Linked DNA regions of Mus musculus: region 1 is linked to region 2. A link is a contact called in public Hi-C data. All regions are on one chromosome and are shown on one strand. Each heading gives the region's core, a stretch centred on a gene start, on an enhancer-like site or on the middle of the called end of the contact. The rest is flanking DNA. Distances are from core to core; before and after follow the strand shown.

Region 1 (5,704 bases), core at 2,171-4,670, 290 kb after region 2:
AGTGCACTGTTGTTGCCACTGAGCCAGCTCTCCAGCTATGCGCTAGGTTTTATATCTTTCTTTTCGTACCACCACAGAGGTCTCAGAGCTGATGCCTACTTGATCAAATCTCATTACTTTATTATGTCAGTTCCTTTAAATAAAGCACTGGTGGTAATTAAAGCCTATTCTACTTTCTCCTAACACAACAGAAATATCTCTAGCAATAAATATTTTTGAAAGGTACTCTCAATCAAGCAAAACGATTTTCTTCTCTTTCTACCCTATGGAGTCTTTTCTTAGAAATGGAGCCAGACTTTAGCAGATAGTATTCAGCCAAGGACTGTTTTTGTTTTTGTTTTGCTTTTCAGGATGATAACAGAAGTTTTTTTTTACTTCTTTAATGCCACTATTAAGTCATTTATATATGTTGTTTTAGTTTCATATTTTAAGTATTCTCTATATTCTGAATTAATTGTTTGTTCTCGGTATGTTTCAAACCTGACTCTTCAGTTCTGTTCACTGTGGTACCCGCCACCTCTATGAAGTCTTCCATACAGCTAAGCTTGCTAAGGACCATGCAGAACTTCATTCTTTCAAGTAAAATAACAGATCAAACTTTCCCTTTCCTGAATAAGTTCTGCACTGTAGGGTGACCACTTGCACTAAGCCGTTCACAAGAGCCACTGCTTTTGAGTTTTTGAATGAGGATTTTATACAGTTTCCTCTACTACACACATAAAGGAATAACAGAAAACACTGACATACAGGGCATTCAGGCAATAGAGCTTAACTCATCTTCCCTAGACATTAGGCAATGATTCCCAACAAGCCTGAATTATCAGGTTTAATCACTTACCTCATTTCCTACTGATCATATATAAAGATAGTGCTCATGGGAGGGTGTAGGGAACTTTCGGGATAGCATTTAAATGCAAATAAAGAAAATATCTAATAAAAATTTAAAAAAAAAGAAAATCAAAAACGAAAAAGCTAGTGTTCACGTACTTTGAATGTGGTATGAAGACAATACGTGTTTGTTTATCCATTTGGCTCCCGATAGTCCAGATGTGGTACCTGCGTGTTTCTCTGACTCCTCTTGTCCTTACTCCTAACTTAGCTAACAGGCTGACTAAGCAGTTGTGGTGGTTCGAATGAGAATGATCTGCGTAGAGTCATATGTTTGAATACTTGATCCCCAGTTACTGGAACTGTTTGAGAAGGATCACGGTGCGTGATCTCATTGGAGGAGGCGTGCCACTGGGCATGGACTTCAAATTTTCAGAAGACTGGCTTCATTCCCAGCGTGTGCTCTGCCTTCTGCTTGGGGTTTGAGTTGTGTGACTCCTCCTGGCCTGGACTGCTGACTCTGTCATGTGAAAAAGGTAGCCTTTTTCCTCTTAAGGAGTCCCTTTGTTTGGCTCTTCTACGTCAACTTTCCTGTCACATGCTACGAAAACAATTTTATCCCTGATCCTGTTAACATTTCCAGTTCTTTCTAATTTTATCAGCTGTGTGGAAACTTGAAGGATAAAACCTTCTACAACAATCACCAGGGGGGAAAATCATTAATAGTTTGCAAACCCAAACTAAGCTTTAGCAGCAAATGCCCAGTGTACATGAATCCCTAAGTGACGATGTTGCCTAAATGAATCAATGAATGCGTGAGATGGGAACAGCACCCCCTGGAGGTGGAAAGTGGTCCTTTCCCTCCATCTCTTCTTACTCCTTCTCTCTTGTCTTCAAGCAAAGGGCCTTAGAGGTTCTGAGAATGAACACAAGATTTGGAGACAGAAGGTTGCTCACAGAGAGTCAAGTGCATCTTCTGATTATCAGAACAGACAGTTTAAGAGATGTCCAGAGTGGCAGAAGAGAGCTTATCAACTTTGACCCATAAGATACCTGCAATCATTTGCCTGGGGCACGTTTGTGAAACACACATTTTTTTTAAAAACCTGTACTAGACTACAACATCAAAATTGCTGACAGTTCATTCCAGGAATCCGGATGCTTAACCAACCTCCCAAGTGAATCTTGCTTTCTTTCTAGTGTGATTGCCATAGCAGCGGCAGTCACAGCGGCAACTGCAGTCGCAGCCGCCAGCTGCAGCAGCAAGTAAGGGCTTGTGAGGCCTAGCCTCCGGCGTAGACCAGAGTTCTTCAGTATCTGCATTTCGTCAAGATTCTCAGGTGAGAGATGTTTACATGCAGAGGAGGAGCGTTGGTTTTCAGATTCATTGCAGCAGCAAAGGCTCTGAGTTTCGACCATGTGAATGCATCAGTACAAACCACAGATGTCCCAGAAGGGACTCCTGGTGTGGCCAGACACCAGCTGGCTGTGTCCTTGATAAGTATTTGCAATCACGTGCCCAGTGACTGGGTTTTGGCTTGCTTTGTTTTGAATCACACATAGAATCACACATAACCTGTATTCTTCTGAATGATTTTGAGATGACAGGGAGAAACCCTGATAGAGACTATGCACCTCCCATAATCGTAAACTCTTGTCATGCCTGGGAGGGACTTCTGTCCTGTCTCTTGGCACAAAAAGGGGTGGGGGGGGAGGATCACTAAAATCTTCAAGAATAAAGAAAGCTACATAATATCTTGTTGACAAATAAAAGCTGGGACTGGTAAAATGCTCCAGTGGAGAGATGCATTTTTGCACAAGGCTGACAACTTGAGTTTGATCCCCAAATCCTACAAGGATTGAGGACCAATTCAAAGAGTTGTCATGGGATTTCTACACAAATAGCTTGACATATGCACACCTGCACTTAAGGCATACATGCACGTGCACGCACGCATGCACTCGAGAGCACACACACACACACACAGAGAGAGAAAGAGAGAGAGAGAGAAAGAGAGAGAGAGAGAGACTTGGGGGTGATGAAGGATAGCCCAGTTACCAATTCTGTATTTTAGGTTTTGGCATTTTACTTTATTCACAATAACTTCATTTTTACTGCTAGGTGTATTACTAAATCGTGTGTCTTGATTATTGGATGATTCAGCACATGCCTCCCTAAGGTTTTAGACCGCAGGCACGAGCCTCATTCCTCCCGGCTTAGTCTCCTCCTGCTCTTTCCTCACAGCACCCAGATTCCCAGAATCAGAATCAGCTGCCTGCCTATAACTTGACCCAGGTTCATTTATGAAATTTTCATAGGCGTTTCCAGTTCACTTATTCAAATTTACTTCTTTTTTTTTTCTTCAAGACAAACACAATGTCAATGAATTCAGACTCTATTGAGAGACTGTGTTAGCTCTAATGTAGCTTCATCCTTTAGAGAGGGTGATGTTGGGCAAGCTGTTTGTCCCCTCCCGGTCACTGTTCACTTATAAAATAAGATAATGGCAGCACTTCAGGGAGAGTCAGTGTGATGTCACGTGTAAGGTACAGCCCAATCAGGGAGACTCAGTGTGATGTCACGTGTAAGGTACAGCCCAATGTCCGATGAGTCATGGACATCTGATCACAGTCGGCTCTGATCACGTAGTACTGCTGTATTACTGCCCAGCCTTGCGGGATTTTGCTTTGCAAGTCACTGATACACTCAAACCAGTGCTTGTCACGCCAGCTTTCTTGTTGTCTTCATCTTAAACTATGCTTGAGGCTGCTGACACCCTAACATTCCTTCAGTTTCCCCAGTTTTGCAGAGGTCTGTCTCTACAAAGTAGTGAGGAAGGCTCTATGCACAGCAAATGTTAACAGGCATTATTTTGAAAGTTTCTTCCTTCCTTCCTTTCCTTCTTTCCTTCCTTTCCTTCTTTCCTTCCTTCCCTTCCTTCCTTCCTTTCCTTCCTTCCTTCCTTTCCTTCCTTCCTTCCTTCCTTCCTTCCTTTCCTTCCTTCTTTCTTTCTTCCTTTCTTCCTTTCTTTCCTTCTTTCTTCCTGTGTATGTTCCTGTGCGTACACGGACATGTGTGGAGTCTAGGACCCCCTTGAATGTCATCCTCAGAAATTCTATCCAGTTCCTCTGAGAAGGAGTCTCTCAGTGGCATGACGCTCATCAGTTAGCCTAGGCTAGCTGACCAGTGAGACTCAGGGTCCTCCTGTCTCACTTGCCAGTGCTCTGATGACAAGTCTGTGACTGTACCTTCCTTCTAAAGCAAATTCTGGGGATCAAACTCATGTCCACGTGTTTGTGAGGCAAACGCCTTATCGGCTGAGCCCTGTCCCCATCCATATCCTGCTGGTTTTAAAAGAGCTTCTCCTTCTCTTCTTGAAAAAAATAAAATAAAATTGGTATGGAAATGTCAGAGAAAAGTAAAGACTTCCACACAGTGTAAGGCCCCTCCCACCTGTCACTCAGACGCAATGGCCCCTCCCACCTGCCACTCAGCTGCAGTGGCCCCTCCCACCTGCCACTCAGCCCTCAGCTGCAATGCTTATCACCTCATTTTCAGTCCTTTTATCTCCCTTCTGCTCCGCCCATCCTCACATTGTTCTAGAATTCTAAGTAAAACACCGCATACTTTAGCATATGAAAGCTTCTTGAACCTAATTTTTGGAAAAACGATGTTTTTTTCCTAATGAAGATGTAATCCCAGAGGTAGGTAAGCATGGTGATGACGGTTTTACTATTACAACATGGTGTTAACACAGGTGCACGTATGCAGAACAGAAGGGAGTTAGAAACTGGAGCCAAGTCAGAGGTTATATGAGTCGGGTGCCAAGGACACTAGAAGGTGTGGCATGGGTGTTTTATGTCTCTAACACTGTGCCACCTTAAGAGAAGCAAACACATCTCATTTTAATGAGGATCTCATTGTCACCATAATCCATAGTGTCTGTCACAGGACACATAGGTTGGAGCTGAGGAATTCAAGGCTAGATCAAATACATCTACATAGGAACACAAAAAGAGGCACACAAAGTGTGTGATCCACTGGGGTATGAATGGTTGGGATGCTGTGTCCTCTTCAGCCTCACTCATCTTTAAGCTGCGTCTTTTTTGGTTTTTTGGTTTTTTGGGTTATTTTGTTTTTTGGGTTTTGTTTTGTTTTGTTTTGTTTTGTTTGGTTTTTTTCAGACAGGGTTTCTCTGAATAGCCCTGGCTGTCCTGGAACTCACTTTGTAGACCAGGCTGGCCTCTAACTCAGAAATCTGCCTGCCTCTGCCTCCCGAGTGATGGGATTAAAGGTGTGTGCCACCATGCCCAACCTTAGGGAACCGTTGAGCATCGTTTTGTTTGCTTTAACTGTGCCTGTGGCTTATTAACAATCCTTCTGCCATCTATGCTCCCTATCAGTGAGTCATGGCAAGTGGCTCATGGTTAACACATGTGGAGCCTCACACAAGGAAATCCTCTACTCTCCATTAGCGTTTGAGAGAGGAGAAAGAAAACCTTGGTGGTAGAAAATCTTTTACCCAAAGCAGAAACTGAATTTCAATATAACATTGATTGTATTATATAATAGGATATGCGGGCATACGTAACTGAGATGCTGAGTTGTTAACTCTAATACAATTAGTACAAGGTCTCTATGAGGAGAAAGAGACTCTGGTGCAAGACATCTGTGTATGGGTGGTATGAAGAGTTAATATCGATAAGTTGTCATTCTTATGCCAGAAATGGTAGTTAACACCTATAAATACATCTTGCAGGAGGATCATGGGTTCAAGCCCAGCCTCAGGTGTATAGTGAGACTGTCTAAAGACAGCCAAGGGCCGGGATGTATGTAGCTCAGAGGTAGATAGAGAGCTTGCTTGCTTAAGCTATA
Region 2 (5,409 bases), core at 2,283-4,782:
AAGTCACCTCCCCCTCCACGGATAATCATAGATAGGTATGGTTCTTTTTTTTTTTTTTTTTTTTTGCCACAGCTGCAGGGTGGAGGGTGTTCCTATACCTGGTGGTATGCTTCCTCGTCCATAGCTCTGTCACTCCACTGCCTCTGCCTAAAGACCTCCATCTTTTCCTTTAACTTTTCTTCAGAAACATTCTGCTGGGGGCCAGGAGAGAAACTCCAGCCCTTGAAGTAGAGGTGTGCAATGGGAGTCATGTGTTTTAGCATCTACTAAGGGTTATGCCACACGGTGAGTAGTTTAAAATGCTGGTCTAATAAGCAGTAATGCCTATTCTACCTTCTGGCTTTTCTTGCATGGGACTGATTCATTTTCCATATTTGAACTATCAAGGTTGTTTCCTTATTCCAGACATGACTTCTAGCAGCTGCTCATTTCCCTGACACCAGGCCTGGGGCTGCCTTGCCGGCGGGATGGAATTATTTTCACAAGGCCTGATGAGCCATTCTGGTCTATCATTGCGGATGAAAGGTATACTGTAGTGAGAATTTTGCTTTTTTTTTTTTTTTTAAACACAGAAATAGGAATGTGTTTTCATTTTAACCCCAGGTGTGGGTCACAGGGCTGCTTCAGATTGTTCATAGCAGCTGACTATGATTTGCCCCATCTCTAGCAAGAGAGTGATTTTGCCAGCTGCAGATAGTTTCTGCAGTTGTGGGACATTTGGAATTCTGGGTACATTTCAGAGGATATATTAATTCCAAAACCCCCACTGGTTGGCTGGTTGGTGGTTGGATGTTGTTGGTTGTGGTTTGTCAAGTAGTTGTGAGCAAGAAGAAAGAAAGAAGAAATTAGATATCCCGACGGACGGCAAGGATCAAAATTGTCCCAAGAAACTCAGTGCCCCCAATCAGCAGAAAGTAGTCTTTGGTATCCTGGCTCTCTTTCCCCTCTATCCTTTTTTTCTCTCCTACTTAGTGTTAGGGAATTGAAGGTGGGGAAAAGTGGAAGGAAAAAGAACCCACAAAGTAGCTAAAAGTCAGGCTACAGTGTATCTGCTTTTATTAAGTTCTTTTCCCACCACCAGCAAGCTGAGACTTGCAAAATGCTTGAAGCAAGCTGTCACCAGTACAAGTAGCAGCCCCCATTCAAGCTTCCAGCTAAACTGCTAGGGTAAGGCCAGTGGCATAGCCACATTCTTTATCTGTAGAATGAAGATAAAAATGCCACTTTATTTGTGGTAGGACACAAATATACTAAACAATTAGAATGCCTTCATGGTTAGAAGGGTAGGCTCCAGACCCAACTGGCCATTACTGGCCCCATTACTCCCTAGCTATGTGACCTTGAACAAACATCTAGGTTTTCACCATGATAAAATTGGGTGAGTAACAACATCTACCATGTGAGATTGTTGTGGATAATAAGTGGCAGTTACATAGGTGAGACCAGTGCCTGGCACATAGTAGGGCTCTCACTTGAGAGCAGACACTCATTTCATGGTGTTAGTAATGATCTTTATCACGTTGCTAAAATAGAAATTGACCTGTGAATTTTGTCTTTGATCTCTGCTGCCCAAGACTCAGTCTTAGCTATGTCTGTAGCATTAGCTTTGGGGTTTAGAGTTTGTTTATGGTCTGTTTAGAATACCCAAGAGTTCCAGAGCATTTAATAGCTTTTTTTCTTCAATTTTTTTTTAACTTTAGAAACAGGAAAAATAAAGTTTCTTTTCTTATGTTGAAGTTGGCCCAAGAGGGGCTGCCAAGAGAGTGAAAGCTTGTTGAATTGACTTTTGATTTGGCTTATACATTATCTGAAAATTGCACTTTTCTTTTTATTTGGTGTGTGTGTATGTATGTGTGTGTGTGTATGTACGTATGTGTGTGTGTGTGTATGTGTGTGTATGTATGTATGTGTGTGTGTGTGTATGTGTGTGTGTGTACGCGTGTGCGTGTGCGTGTCTGTGTGTGTGTGTGTGTGTGTGTGTGCGCGCATGTGTGTGTAGTCTCGTGGCCTGTTCCGGGGCACACATGTGGAGGTCAGAAGACAGCTTTCAGGGTGTGGTTCTTTCCTTATACCACATGTGGTTTGTAGACTGAATTCAGAGGTCATCAGCTTGGCAATGAATTTTTTTTATTTTCTAAGACATTTTTGTGACCTAGTTATTATATTTTAAAAGCTTTATGAAAAAAACAACAACTAAACAAAGTAATGTGAGAGAACTTGTGGTCCACTGTGGTGGTTTGAATGAGAATGGCCCATGGGCTCATTCATATAAATACTCATATAGTTGACTCCCAGTTGGTTGAACTGTTTGGGAAGGATTAAGAGAGAGAGCCTTGTTGGAGCAGGCACCTAGGTTGAACTTTGAGGTTTTAAAAGCCCATGCCATCCAGCTAGCTCTTTTTGCCTCATGTGTGTGGGTCAGTCAGGATGAAAGCTCTCGGTTCCAGCTCCAGTACCTGCCTGCTTCCCTGCTCCATACCACAATGGTCATAGATTCTCGGAAACTGTTAGCCCTAAGTAAATGTTTTCCTTTGTAAGGATCTTGGTCATGGTGTACTATCACAGCGTTAGAAAAGCCAACCACAAAACCTAAACTATTTACTCGCTTGCTCCTTATAGGACGAGGCTACCGATCCCCATTCAAGAAATAAGCACACCATCCTCACTATCGACTCCCACGACCTGCGCTGTCATCAAACTGTCATTTAACAACCCGTTTGAAAGTCCTAGGTCACCTCCTGAATTTTGTGTTATTTTCCTTTGCACACTTAATAACATATACATATAAAATATTATTTATTTCATTTCCTCCTGCTCTTCAAAAATGGAGTGATACTCTGGTTTTTCTGCCATAGACATTATCATCTCAGGATCATGTGGCTTTCATCTGCTACACTTCCCCTGCAGTTAGACATGGTGTGTGTGGGGTTCCTGTTGTTACACGTGTTTGTTAATACTTCTTATTTTCAAACTCAAGTTTTGGATAATCTGGTGATGATGGAAAAGATTTAAAAAAAAAACCCACACTTTAAAATACCACTTATATATTTATTCTGCGACAGTTACCGGATTCAATTAATTTAACTTCTCCCATCATTTAAATCTTAATCACAATGCTGATAGGAGGATGTTATAACTCTCACGGAGGTTAATTAACACACCAAAGGTCATAATGCTAATAAATGGCAGAATATAGATTTGAACCAAGATTTAACTCTCAGCCCATGTCATTAATTCTTCCTGCTTATCCAAAGATGTTTTGAGGAAGATAACTTGAGGCGGGGGTTGAACTATGAAGAAAACGTGAAACTGTTAAGACGTCCTGATTAACTAAAATGTTAACAATAAGAAAGACAATATGATTTAAAGTTTTCAGCTAATGTAGGGAAACTCTCTCTCTCTCTCTCTCTCTTGACTAAGCAACTGAAAAAAAAAGTTAGTTCCAGAAGTTAAAACCCTAAGCAAGCAGCTAGAGGTGACCTCATGGGACACAGAAGCTGAGGATTTGTTCATTTTGTGTGAATCAGAGCCACATTGCAGCTTTTGTGGTTGGAATACCTCATGAGGCAGGCATGAGAATATTCTTGCCGGGACAGATTTTAGACGGTGTTTCCCACAGACCAGAAGTCAGGGCCTCACTGGTTACTGTTCTCTCTGCTGTCTTTCTCCCTCAGTGAAAAGTGACACAGTTGCATAGATCAGCCTGTCACACACACACACACACACACACACACACACACACACACACAAACACGTTGTACATACATGTACCACAAGTACTATACATATACACACCACACACACTACCTACACACTCTGCACTTATGAACACATTCATAAGTCTCTCTCTCTTTCTCTCTCTCTCATACACACGATATATATGTATGTATGTTATATATATACATATATATATAAAACAAATACACACATACTATACATACATAGTACATATTCACTATGCACACATGAACATATACATTCTATGCATACACATAGACACATACCAAGTTTTGACTTAACATGGTAATTATATACTCTTTAAGCTTAAAAATCTCATGCAGAATGCTATTTAGGACCTATTAATGTGTATGTGGCTTAAAACATGACAGAACTAAAAAGGAGGAAGCGTAGTCTTGAGGCCGAGTCACCATCTTCTTGGTTGTGGGGCCTGCTTTGGAGGTGCTGTGCTTGGGCCTGACAGCTCTCCTCTCCTGTGTGGTTTGTAGTCTGCATACTTCCTGCAAATGGATTTTCAGTTGGGGTGACCTTTGATGGTGACCATATGACATGGAGTCAGGGAGGAGAGTACAGATGTCTCTGGTAGAGGTGGTAATGCCAGCAAAGTGTGAACACATGTCTACTTTAAGTCTGAGCCAGCAGTCACCCCAAACGATGCACAGGATATTAAGATTGTTAAAGTTACCTTGATTGGACCATCAACAGGAACTGAACCATTTGTTCTACCCAGCCTGAGAAAAATGTCTGCCAAGCTTTTTTAAGATCTTAAAGGAAATTCCTCTTTTTGGGAATGCCAATGCAGACGGGTAAAGGGATGCTGTCATACTTTTTGCTGAATGAGAAATGTGGCCCACATGACCCGCCCCTGCATCATTTCATTACTGTAAGGTTTTGACTTCTTCAGTCTGTGACAGCTCCTAGCTCCAGCTTCCTCTTCATGCTTCCAGAGACGCTGGAAACAAAACACTACGTTCTCTGGAGGCCTCACTGCATGGAGTCTGGAGGACAGGGGATTTGAGTCAGAGCCAGGACCTTCAAGAACATCCTGAGAAGACCTTCTGGATAATGTGTTCCAAAGGGGTTGGACTGGGGGCGGTACGTCAGAGTCCAAACGCAGCTGACAGTGATTTCAAAAGCTGGCTCTTGATTTTAAAGTTCCCTCTTTGGGTTTCTCTGCCTCTGTCCTTTCTCCTCCCCTCCCCCCCCCCAAAAGCTCCGAGTGATTCATTTGTCTTTGCTCTTACGTGAAGTCCCATTATGCTCAACTAGCACACAGCATCAATTAAAGACATGGCAGCTAATACCAAGAAAAGCATTTGGCCAGTTTGAGTTTCTCTAAAGTGTACTTTTAGACACACGGATGGAATAGTAAAATGTTAGCTAACATCTAATTTATTAACAGAGGTGCACAACATACCTTAAATAATATATTAATATAGAAATATTACTGTTTCCAATCTTCAGCTTCCTGGAAAGATGTTATGTAATTCTTTTGTGTGTGTTTCTTTCCTAACTTATGGTTGAGTCACCTCATACTGACCTGTGGGGTCATCATCATTCCTACGTCTGGGCTGCTGGAGAAACAGTAGTTTTGAACCCCGTTAAATATGACCACTAAAACTGCTGTGTCAGGTTACATGTCCCTCACAGACTTGCTTTTTTTGGTTCGTT

What was found. Hi-C and Micro-C count contacts between places; a contact is called where the count stands out from the background.
Region 1: a contact with region 2 is called in a Hi-C map of adipose-derived mesenchymal stem cells, with 3 times the contacts expected there. The contact joins two enhancer-like sites. A contact is called at or near these places in 6 of 484 Hi-C or Micro-C datasets (adipose-derived mesenchymal stem cells, bone marrow-derived macrophages, embryonic fibroblasts and 2 more), 3 of 115 datasets of contacts at active chromatin or transcription factors (the NIH/3T3 cell line, embryonic stem cells and fibro-adipogenic progenitors) and 1 of 9 other capture datasets (embryonic stem cells).

The regions. Positions count from the first base shown.
Region 1 is chr12:71,700,296-71,705,999 of GRCm38.p6, forward strand. All of the region lies in intron 2 of 9630002D21Rik (a long non-coding RNA gene), which reads left to right. Among named protein-coding and RNA genes, the nearest start is that of Gm46356, 73 kb to the left of the region's middle. Within about 2 kb of position 3,421, at least 24 of the 459 cell types and tissues checked have an H3K27ac peak or open chromatin away from gene starts, as enhancers often do. A contact at or near this core is called in adipose-derived mesenchymal stem cells, where this site is marked.
Region 2 is chr12:71,413,624-71,419,032 of GRCm38.p6, forward strand. No RefSeq gene overlaps it. Among named protein-coding and RNA genes, the nearest start is that of 1700083H02Rik, 32 kb to the left of the region's middle. Within about 2 kb of position 3,533, at least 19 of the 459 cell types and tissues checked have an H3K27ac peak or open chromatin away from gene starts, as enhancers often do. A contact at or near this core is called in adipose-derived mesenchymal stem cells, where this site is marked.